2 separate regions of the Pan troglodytes genome follow, and region 1 is linked to region 2. A link is a contact called in public HiChIP or PLAC-seq data. All regions are on one chromosome and are shown on one strand. Each heading gives the region's core, a stretch centred on a gene start, on an enhancer-like site or on the middle of the called end of the contact. The rest is flanking DNA. Distances are from core to core; before and after follow the strand shown.

Evidence for each region. HiChIP or PLAC-seq counts read pairs in DNA pulled down with a chosen protein or histone mark.
Region 1: an H3K4me3 HiChIP or PLAC-seq map of stem cell-derived excitatory neurons shows a contact between it and region 2, with 2.3 times the contacts expected there. The contact joins the promoter of UNC93B1 here to the promoter of NUDT8 in region 2. A contact is called at or near these places in 1 of 7 Hi-C or Micro-C datasets (stem cell-derived neural progenitor cells) and 1 of 1 datasets of contacts at active chromatin or transcription factors (stem cell-derived excitatory neurons).

What each region holds. Positions count from the first base shown.
Region 1 is chr9:70,043,585-70,047,549 of NHGRI_mPanTro3-v2.0_pri, forward strand. UNC93B1 (unc-93 homolog B1, TLR signaling regulator) reads right to left here and starts at 1,918. Exons shown (of 11, transcript XM_016921385.3): 1 at 1,741-1,918; 2 at 1,450-1,591; 3 at 815-968. The coding sequence starts at 1,836.
Region 2 is chr9:69,948,052-69,952,158 of NHGRI_mPanTro3-v2.0_pri, forward strand. NUDT8 (nudix hydrolase 8) reads right to left here and starts at 2,694. Exons shown (of 4, transcript XM_522294.9): 1 at 2,289-2,694; 2 at 1,491-1,623; 3 at 895-972; 4 at 510-823. The coding sequence starts at 2,482. The coding sequence ends at 518. TBX10 (T-box transcription factor 10) reads right to left here. Exons shown (of 7, transcript XM_016921381.3): 7 at 3,892-4,107.

The DNA.
Region 1 (3,965 bases), core at 668-3,167, 95 kb after region 2:
ACACACACACGGGCACGTCCACACACGTGCTCTGGGGACAAGGATGTGAATGTAATCCATGCATGGTGGTGGGACAGCATGGGTAGCCGATTTCCTGGAGGGCTTAGATGGGGTTTCTTTTTTATGATTTCAGTTATTCTAATCCTGCCTGTGCAACGGGAGATGTTTTAAATTTTCAAATTTTTGTTTAAATGGAGTTTTCTCTTGTTGTTTTGTTTGTTTGTTTGTTTGTTTTAAAGATGAGGGAGCTCAAATTCACCTAATTTGTCCACTGGTCTCCAGGTCCCATCAGGGAGGGCACTGTGGACCAGTGATGGGGAGGCTGAACCACATACCTCCAGGGCTCAGATCTGGGGGAGAGCTCTGGGGCACCTGCCCAGCCATGCCTGTCTGTGAGAAACACCCCCTCAGCACCAGTCACAGCGACTGGGCCAGGCATGGGTGCCTGGACTTTGCTGACCGATCAGAAACCCCTAACTCTACAGCCCCAACCCTGAAGGCCACAGTGGCTCTGGGAGGCCTCCAAGGAGGCCACGAGGAGGGTGCCACGTGAGGCCCAGGCAAGCTGGGAGGGAGCTCAGCCCGTGTGAATCTGTTGCTGGAAACCAAATGTGCCCTGAGGCAAATTTCCTGTTTCCTTCCCCAAATCCGAGTTTCACCCCCTTCACTCTCAGGCTTCCGGATAGAAAAAAACCTCTCCCTTGCTCCCTCGCCCCACAAACACCCCGGCAGATGGACACCTCCTGGCCTGCCGGCCTCTGTACCCCTCCGAAATGGGAGTACCGCAGCATCCCACAGGAGCAGCCGCGCCCACCTGATGAGCACAGGTGTGTAGAGCAGGGCGGCGATGGGAGTCACGTTGATGCCCATCAGCATTTTGCTGTCGATGTCGGGCAGCCCCATGTTGCCATACTTCACCTCGCGGTAGGTCTCGTCGTAGTGCAGGATCAGCTGCATCTGCAGGAGGCCTGGGGACAGGACAGAGAGCGGCGTGCAGGGAGCAGCCTGGCTTTGGGCGCCACCGAGCAGAAGACGGCATGCAGGCCTCGCAGGGAGCTCCAATCACCGAAGGCATTCCCGCTGACAGCGCCCCTCAGGACAGCCGGGTTCCCGGGCTGCGCCACGCCTTCTGCCAGCCCGCGGCCACTTGGCCAGCTAAGCCCAGACCCCCACCCGCCTTGCTCCGCCGGCCTCCAATTCTGAAGGTGGCAGGTCTGTCCGGGAGCCCGGACCCCTGTCCCCCACCCACACCGAGGCTCTGGCTGGGACCCGGGGACGCTGCGCTACTTGACCCCCCAACCCCACCCCCGCCGCGCGGGGCCGTGGCTGCAGCTGCGAGGGCAGCGGAGGGGAAGTGAGAGCGGGCGGGAGGCAGCGGCCCGCGGTTTCTGTTTCCCGGGCCGGGCTGGGAGCGGGCGGGGCGGCCCCGGGTCCCCGAGCGGCACCTACCCAGGTAGACGCCGTAGGTGAGCATGCCTCCGGCGCTGGCAGCCAGCACGTTCTTGAGCACGCCCAGGCGCTTGCGGCGGTAGTAGCGGCGCTCCTCCTCCTCCTCGTTGTAGTTGGGGTACGCGCCCACCAGCTCGTCCAGCTGCGGGCCACGCACGCCGCTCGCACCCGCGATCGCGCCCCGAACCCGTGTCCCCCGGTGCCCGCCGCCCCCCGGCCCGCCCCGCCCCCGCCGGGGGGACCCTGGCCCACAGGGGACGCCCGCGCCTCGCACTCCGGGTCCCCGCTCACCGGGGCCTCGGGCCCGTCCGGGACCCCGAGCCGGTCCTCGTCGCCCTGCGGCCCCGCAGCCCCCGCCATCGGGTAGAGCGGCGGCTCCGCCTCCATGGCCCGAACTACTGCGGACTCGCGGCGGTTGCCCCGGAGCCCTTGCGACCGCCCGGCCACTTCCTCCCGGCGGCCGGGACCTGCCCCCGCCCCGCCCTGTCCCGCCCTGCGGGCCGCCTCCTCCAGGACACGTGTGTGTGTATGTGTGTGTACGCGCGCGCGCGCGCGTGTGTGCAGGGGCCTGCCTGTGTGTGCCCTCTGGGGTGTGAGTTCGAATCCCCACTCAGCCACCTCCTGGCCCTGTGACTTTAGGAATTAACTCCATTTCTTTGTGCCTCGGTTTCCTCTGTTTCCTCGACGGTAAAACAGAAATACGTGGCACTACCCCCGGGGCCATGGCGGAACTATTGAGTTAAAGCAAAGCCTTGGAAAAGTGCCAGGGTTGCCTGGCTCCCTTAAGCTCCCCTCAGGGTTGCCTGGGTCGTCCCCAGCCCCACCTCCAAGCCTGCTGTTACAGCTCATCAAAGAGCACTGCAGGGACAGTAGCGTCACCAGCTGGACCCCACCTCCCACCACAGGACGCTACAGCCAGAGCCCACCTCCCATGTCCCCATCCTGCTCCAGTTTGGGCTGTGCAAATGGGAGCTTGAGTGAGTCCTGGGAGGTGGAGATTGTGATCCCCACTGAACTACTTGGGGGACCCTGCCACAACCATGTAGTGGGGCCCAGAGCCACCTGCCGCCGTCCTGCTGGGCACTGGATCCCGGGCTGCAGCGGGAGCCCGTGGTGGGGCCGACACTCCAAAGCACTGGCTACCACCGACCTGGCTGGAGCCACGGGGCCACTTTTGAAAATATCCAGATTCTCTCCCCTGGGTTCCTTCTGGTTTGAATGCTCTTCCTGCTGCGCCTCCCAGGTGGCTTCCTTCCCACTCAGCTCTCAGAACAAGAGAACATCCCTGCAGAGAATGCAGTCCCTCCACTTCCCTTCTGGTTTTCCATGCCCTCCCTGTGCACCCCCCTCCACCCACTGCTCTTCAGGTACATCCTCTCCCAAATGCAGAGGATGGCATTGGGCACCTACTGAGTGATCAATACTTGTGACTGGATGGGTGCATGAGTGACTGGATGACAAACACCTCCCACCCCGCAAGGATTGCTGGGAAGGTGGAGGGAGGCGTGAATCTGCAGTGGCTTCAGGCTTCCAGGAGGTAGAACTTTCTCCAGGTGACGATGCCCAAGTGCAGATGTGGAGAACAGACAGGTGGATTCATGCAGGTGGGTGGCTGGAAGTGGGAGACAGGAAAGGAGCCGAAGAGAGGGCAGGGCCCGAGGCGCAGGGGCAGGGAGGAGGTGGGAGAGTATGGCTATGGCGAGGGCCGTTCTCAGATGGCAGACACCAGCATCATTACACAGCATGATGAGAAAGTGCAATTCTCCTGACTCAGCCTTGTGAGTAGCTGGAATTACAGGCGTGTGCCCCTACACCCAGCTGATTTTTGTATTTTTAGTAGAGATGGGGTTTCACCATATTGGCCCAGGCTGGTCTCGAACTCCTGACCTCAAGTGATGTACCCGCCTTAGCCCCCAAAGTGCTGGGAGTGGGCCCCCCGAGCTTCTCAATTTCCCTGAGGGACCCCAAACTTCTGGGGCCTGGTGACATCTCTTCCTCCCCTTGTTCCTCTGGGCCTGCGGGTTGTGGCGGTTGCTATGGTTGCCCATCCTGGGCTCTTCCATCACCTGTGCTGTACCACCAATTCCCTGCACTCAATGTCTCCTACTCAAAACACCTGGAGAGGGTCGGGCGCTGTGGCTCACGCCTGCAATCCCAGCACTTTGGCTGGCCAAGGAGGATCACTTGAGCTCAGGAGTTCAAGACCAGCCTCAACAAAGTGAGACAACCCCCTCCCCCCCATCTCTACAAAAAATACAAAAACTAGCCTGGTGTGATGGTGGACACCTGTAGCCCCAGCTACTTAGGAGGCTGAGGTGGGAGAATTGCTTGAGCCCAGGAGGATGAGGCTGCAGTGAGCTGAGATTGTGCCACTGCATTCCAGCGTGGGCGACAGAGTGAGACCTCTCAAAAAAAAAAAAAAAAAAAAAAAAAACCAGCCCTGGAGGCACTAAACCCTGACTGATACACCTCCTCTCTCCAGAAAGGATTTTTTTTTTAGGTGGTTTATGGAGCTG
Region 2 (4,107 bases), core at 1,444-3,943:
CTGAGCACCCCCTCTGGAGGGCAGGTGAGCATCTGACCGGTCCACAGCTGTGGCCCCCACACAGCAGCTGGCACACACAGGGGCTCTGCGTGTTAGACTCCTGCAGTAACACCCAGGGGCATGGGTGCGCCTTACTCCTCTCTGGGATCCCAGAGCCCAGCACAGCGTCAGCCAGGCACAGCAGAGAGAACAGGAGGTGCAGGCTGAGACAGGGCAGTGCAGTGCCTAAGAGTCTGGGCTGTGGAGTCTGAGAGCTCTGGTTCCAATCCCAGCGTGGGGCCCTTAGGCAAGGTGTCTCTCCTCCCTGAAAGCAGTCTCACCAGCCAGAGACAGTGTTGGCCCTGCCTTACAGGCTGTTGTGAGGGTGAGATGAATTGACTCCAAGTACTTGGCACCCAGGAAGTGTCCATTGCTGTGGGGCATGGCGTGACTGGAAGGAGGAGCCCCAGCCAGCGACCTGGAGTGGTCTGCCCAAGGTCAAGGCCCCAGTACAGCAGAAGCAGGAGCTCTAGAGCTGTCAAAGACCTTTATTCAGTCCTGGAGTGGAGCTGGCCTGACAGGGTGAAGCCAGGGGCTGCTTAGGGCGGGCCAGACCCTCAGCCCCTGAGCAGGTCAGGCCGGCCAGGCGGGGCTGGTAGGTACCAGGTGCCAGCAGCTGCAGGGCAAACTCGGTGATGACAGCTGTGAGGCCCCAGACCCGGTGTGGTCCATGCAGGAAGACGGGTAGTGTGTAGCGGAAGTGGCCACCCCGGCAGAAGTGGGTATAGCCCTGATTCTGCGTCTGCAGCAGGTGGGCCAGCGGCAGTGCAAACACCTCATCTACCTGCAGGCAGGAGGCAGAGAGGGTAGACAGAGGACTGGAACAGCCCAACCCCCTCATATCCCCCAGCTCACCTCCTCCGAGTTGGGCCTGAGGCTCTGGGGATCCAGTGGGCCTACACCAGCAAGCACTGGCACCACGGTGGCCTTTTGCTGGGGAAGAGGGCAGGTGGTCAGGGAAGCATGGCCTTCGCTGGGTTTGAAGGCTGGGGAGGGGAGTGTGACAGGAAGACCCCTTTGCCATGCATAGGCCTTTGGTAGTCATGTTCGGGTCCACCTGCCTGTGTCCTCCAGCCATGCTGACTGACTCAGGTCCCCTCAAATGCACTAGACCTGTTCCCTCTGCTTAGGACAATCTCCCACTTGGCATTCAAGCCTGGGTTCAATCCCTGCCTACCCCATGAAGCTTCCCTGACCCTAATCCACCAAACTGAGTGGAGCTGGACCACCCCATCGCCCTGGGCCACCTCTACTCAGGGCACCAGAGCCTCCCCAATCCCTTCCCGAGGGGGTGTGTGGGGTGGTGCATGTGACCAGGCAGGTTAGGGGCACCCTTCCACACTTTGTGCCCGTGGGGGTCCATGACCACTCTCCTGGTCCCTGGGAGCCCAGCTCCAGGGCAGGCACAGAGTGAGTGAATGGGGTGGGGTGGCCTCAGCCAAGTGGCTCACCGGATCATACACAGGCCGCAGCAGGCCCCACACGTGCTCCTCGGGCACTGCCAGGCCCAGCTCCTCCCGGGTTTCCCGCAGGGCCGTGTGCACCACATCTTGGTCAGCCGGGTCGCACTTGCCGCCTGGGAAACTAAACAGACACAAGGAGTCTGGTCCTTGGACTCTTGGGGCCACGGAGAGGTCGGGGTGTCGGCAGTGCGGGGGGGCCACTGGCCCACCAAAGTGTCGCCTGCCTCTGCCCCTAGTTTACTGGGAGGCCCCAGGCAAGCCACGCGACCTCTGGAGGCCAGTTTACCTCCCTGAGCAATGGGGATAAGGAAGAGAGTCCCGGGACAGCGCAGGATAAGAGGGTCTGCAGCAGGGGCAAGAAGATCCTGGGGCTCAGATACCCAAATTCGGCCTATGGTGGCCCCAATAACACTGACATTGTCCTCAGGATGTTCTTAATTCCCGCCGGGCGGGGCTCGAATCTCTCCGTAGTCGCCGGCAGGGGGCGGCGTCCGCCCTCTAAGCGGGAAACAGCTCAAAGGGGTGTCCCGGCCCAGGCGTGCGCGCAAGGACGCGTACGACGGGCCCACGCGGCGAGGACGTGGCGCCCGGGCAGGTGCACCGGGGCCGACGGACACGGATCGCTGACCTCTCGCCGCAGCCCTTGGGCGGAGGGACTCTCCCCAGACCCATTTTACGGAGGCGGAAACCGAGGCTCGAAGGGGCTAAGTGCCCTGCCAGAGGTCCCTGCCAGCCCCGGGCTCCTGTGGCCTCCGGCAAAGGGCTAGGAGTTCCCGGCCGCTGTACCTGACGTCGCCCTTGTGCCTCCCGGTCAGGCGGCTGGACCGCAGCGTGTACAGCAGCGCCGGGACCCCACGCACTGAGCAGAGCGGCACGAGCACCGCGGCCGACGCGGGCCGCGCGCGGAGCCGGGCCGTGGCCCCTGCCAGCAGCCGGCGGCAGCGCAGCTCGCCCTCGGCCGACAGGCAGTCGGGCAGCATGTCAAGTCCTGCGCGGCCGGGACACTGAGGGCGCGGGATCGGGCGAGGGAAGAGGCGAGGCGGGGCGAGGCGGGGCGAGGCAGGGCGAGGCGGGGCGGGGCACTCAGCCCGGGTCCCTCCGGAAGCTGAGAGGGAGAAGGGGCAGCCCGCGCGACGCGTCCCGCCTGGGGGGCTGCGGAGCGGCAGCGGCGTCGGGGGGCCTCAGTGGGGTGGGTCTGTTCGTGGGCGGGGCCTGCCCGGAGACGGGGCCTCGGTGGGACTGGGTCTGTTCGGGGGCGGGGCCTGTTTGAAGGCGGGTCCTCGGTGGGACGGGGTCCATTAGGGGGCGGGGCCTGTTTGAAGGTGGGGCCTCGGTGGGACGCGTTGAGTCCCCCGGATGGGAGGGACGGAGGGCGGCGGGGCGGGGCGGGGCCTGCGCGGGAGCCGGACCCGGACGTTACTGCGAAAGGGTGGCGGGGCCTAGTAGGCAATCGAGGTTGGGGCGGGCTGGGGGCGGGGCCTGGACCGGAGCTTTTGCTACGAAGGACTGGGGGGCGTGGCCAGGCGGACTGTGCTTCCGGCAGGGCCGGGCCGTGGCCGGGGGTGTGGCCGCGGGGAGGGAGATGGGCGCGGAGCTGCAGGACCTGCCGGTTGTGTTCTCCGAGATCCTGGAACCACGCGAACCGTGAAGCGCCCGGCGACCGTCCTCGGTCCCGTTGGGTCCTGGCGTTGGGGTGTCTGATGAGGCCCCGCCGGCCCCCACTGGTCCGTCCCTCCCCTAGGGGCTCCAGGATGTACGGAGCCGGGATCCCACGGGGACGCCCCTCTAGGAACCCAGGTCGATCGGTGCGCGAGAGGAGCGTCCGGCCCAGCCCTCCCTCCGGTCCTCCCTCCCGATACCGCTGGGTGGCGCGCGCCGCCCCCAGTCTTGTCTTCCCCTCTGGCTTCGTCGGACTCCAGCCCCAGGCCTTTGACCTCCTTGTCCCAGAGTCCAGAGCTCTTCTCCCTTCCTGCCTTGAGTCTTGACCGGATTCCCAAATGCCTCCCCCGTTCCTACCTCGGCCCCTGTGGTCACTGACCACCGTGGTTCTGCGCCCTTCCACCAGACCCTGGGCTTGGGGACCAGATGACCCCAGCCTTGCGCACAGCATTTAAACGTGGGGTGGCGGGTGTCCGCCATGCTCTGCTGTGTGACGTTGAGCAGGTCCGCGCCTCTCTGAGCGCCAGTTTCGATCCTCATCTGGGCAAGTGCAGCCCTGCCACTGGGCTGGAGTCACCACTTTTAATATTACTGTGTGCTCCCAGGGATGCGGACGGCACTGGGCAGAGCTTCGGGATGCCTACAGGGCTGATGTGGGGACTATGATGGGTCTGGGAGTTCCTGAGGCCCCCACCCACCCTGACCACGACGACAGAAGTGCTCTGACCACTCATGCCAAATAGTTTAATGTTAGGGGGAAGGGAGAGGTAAGGCAGGGTTTTCGGGAGTTACCCCCAAAGCAAGAGGGCATAGTATTCAGGCTGCTGGGGTTGGGAGGTAGAAGTCCTGGTTCCAAGCTTGCCATGGTCCCAGCCTTGCTGTGACCCTGGGCAGGTAGCCTCTTTCTCTAGACTTTCACCTACCCTGCTCTCCTTGAGACAGAGAT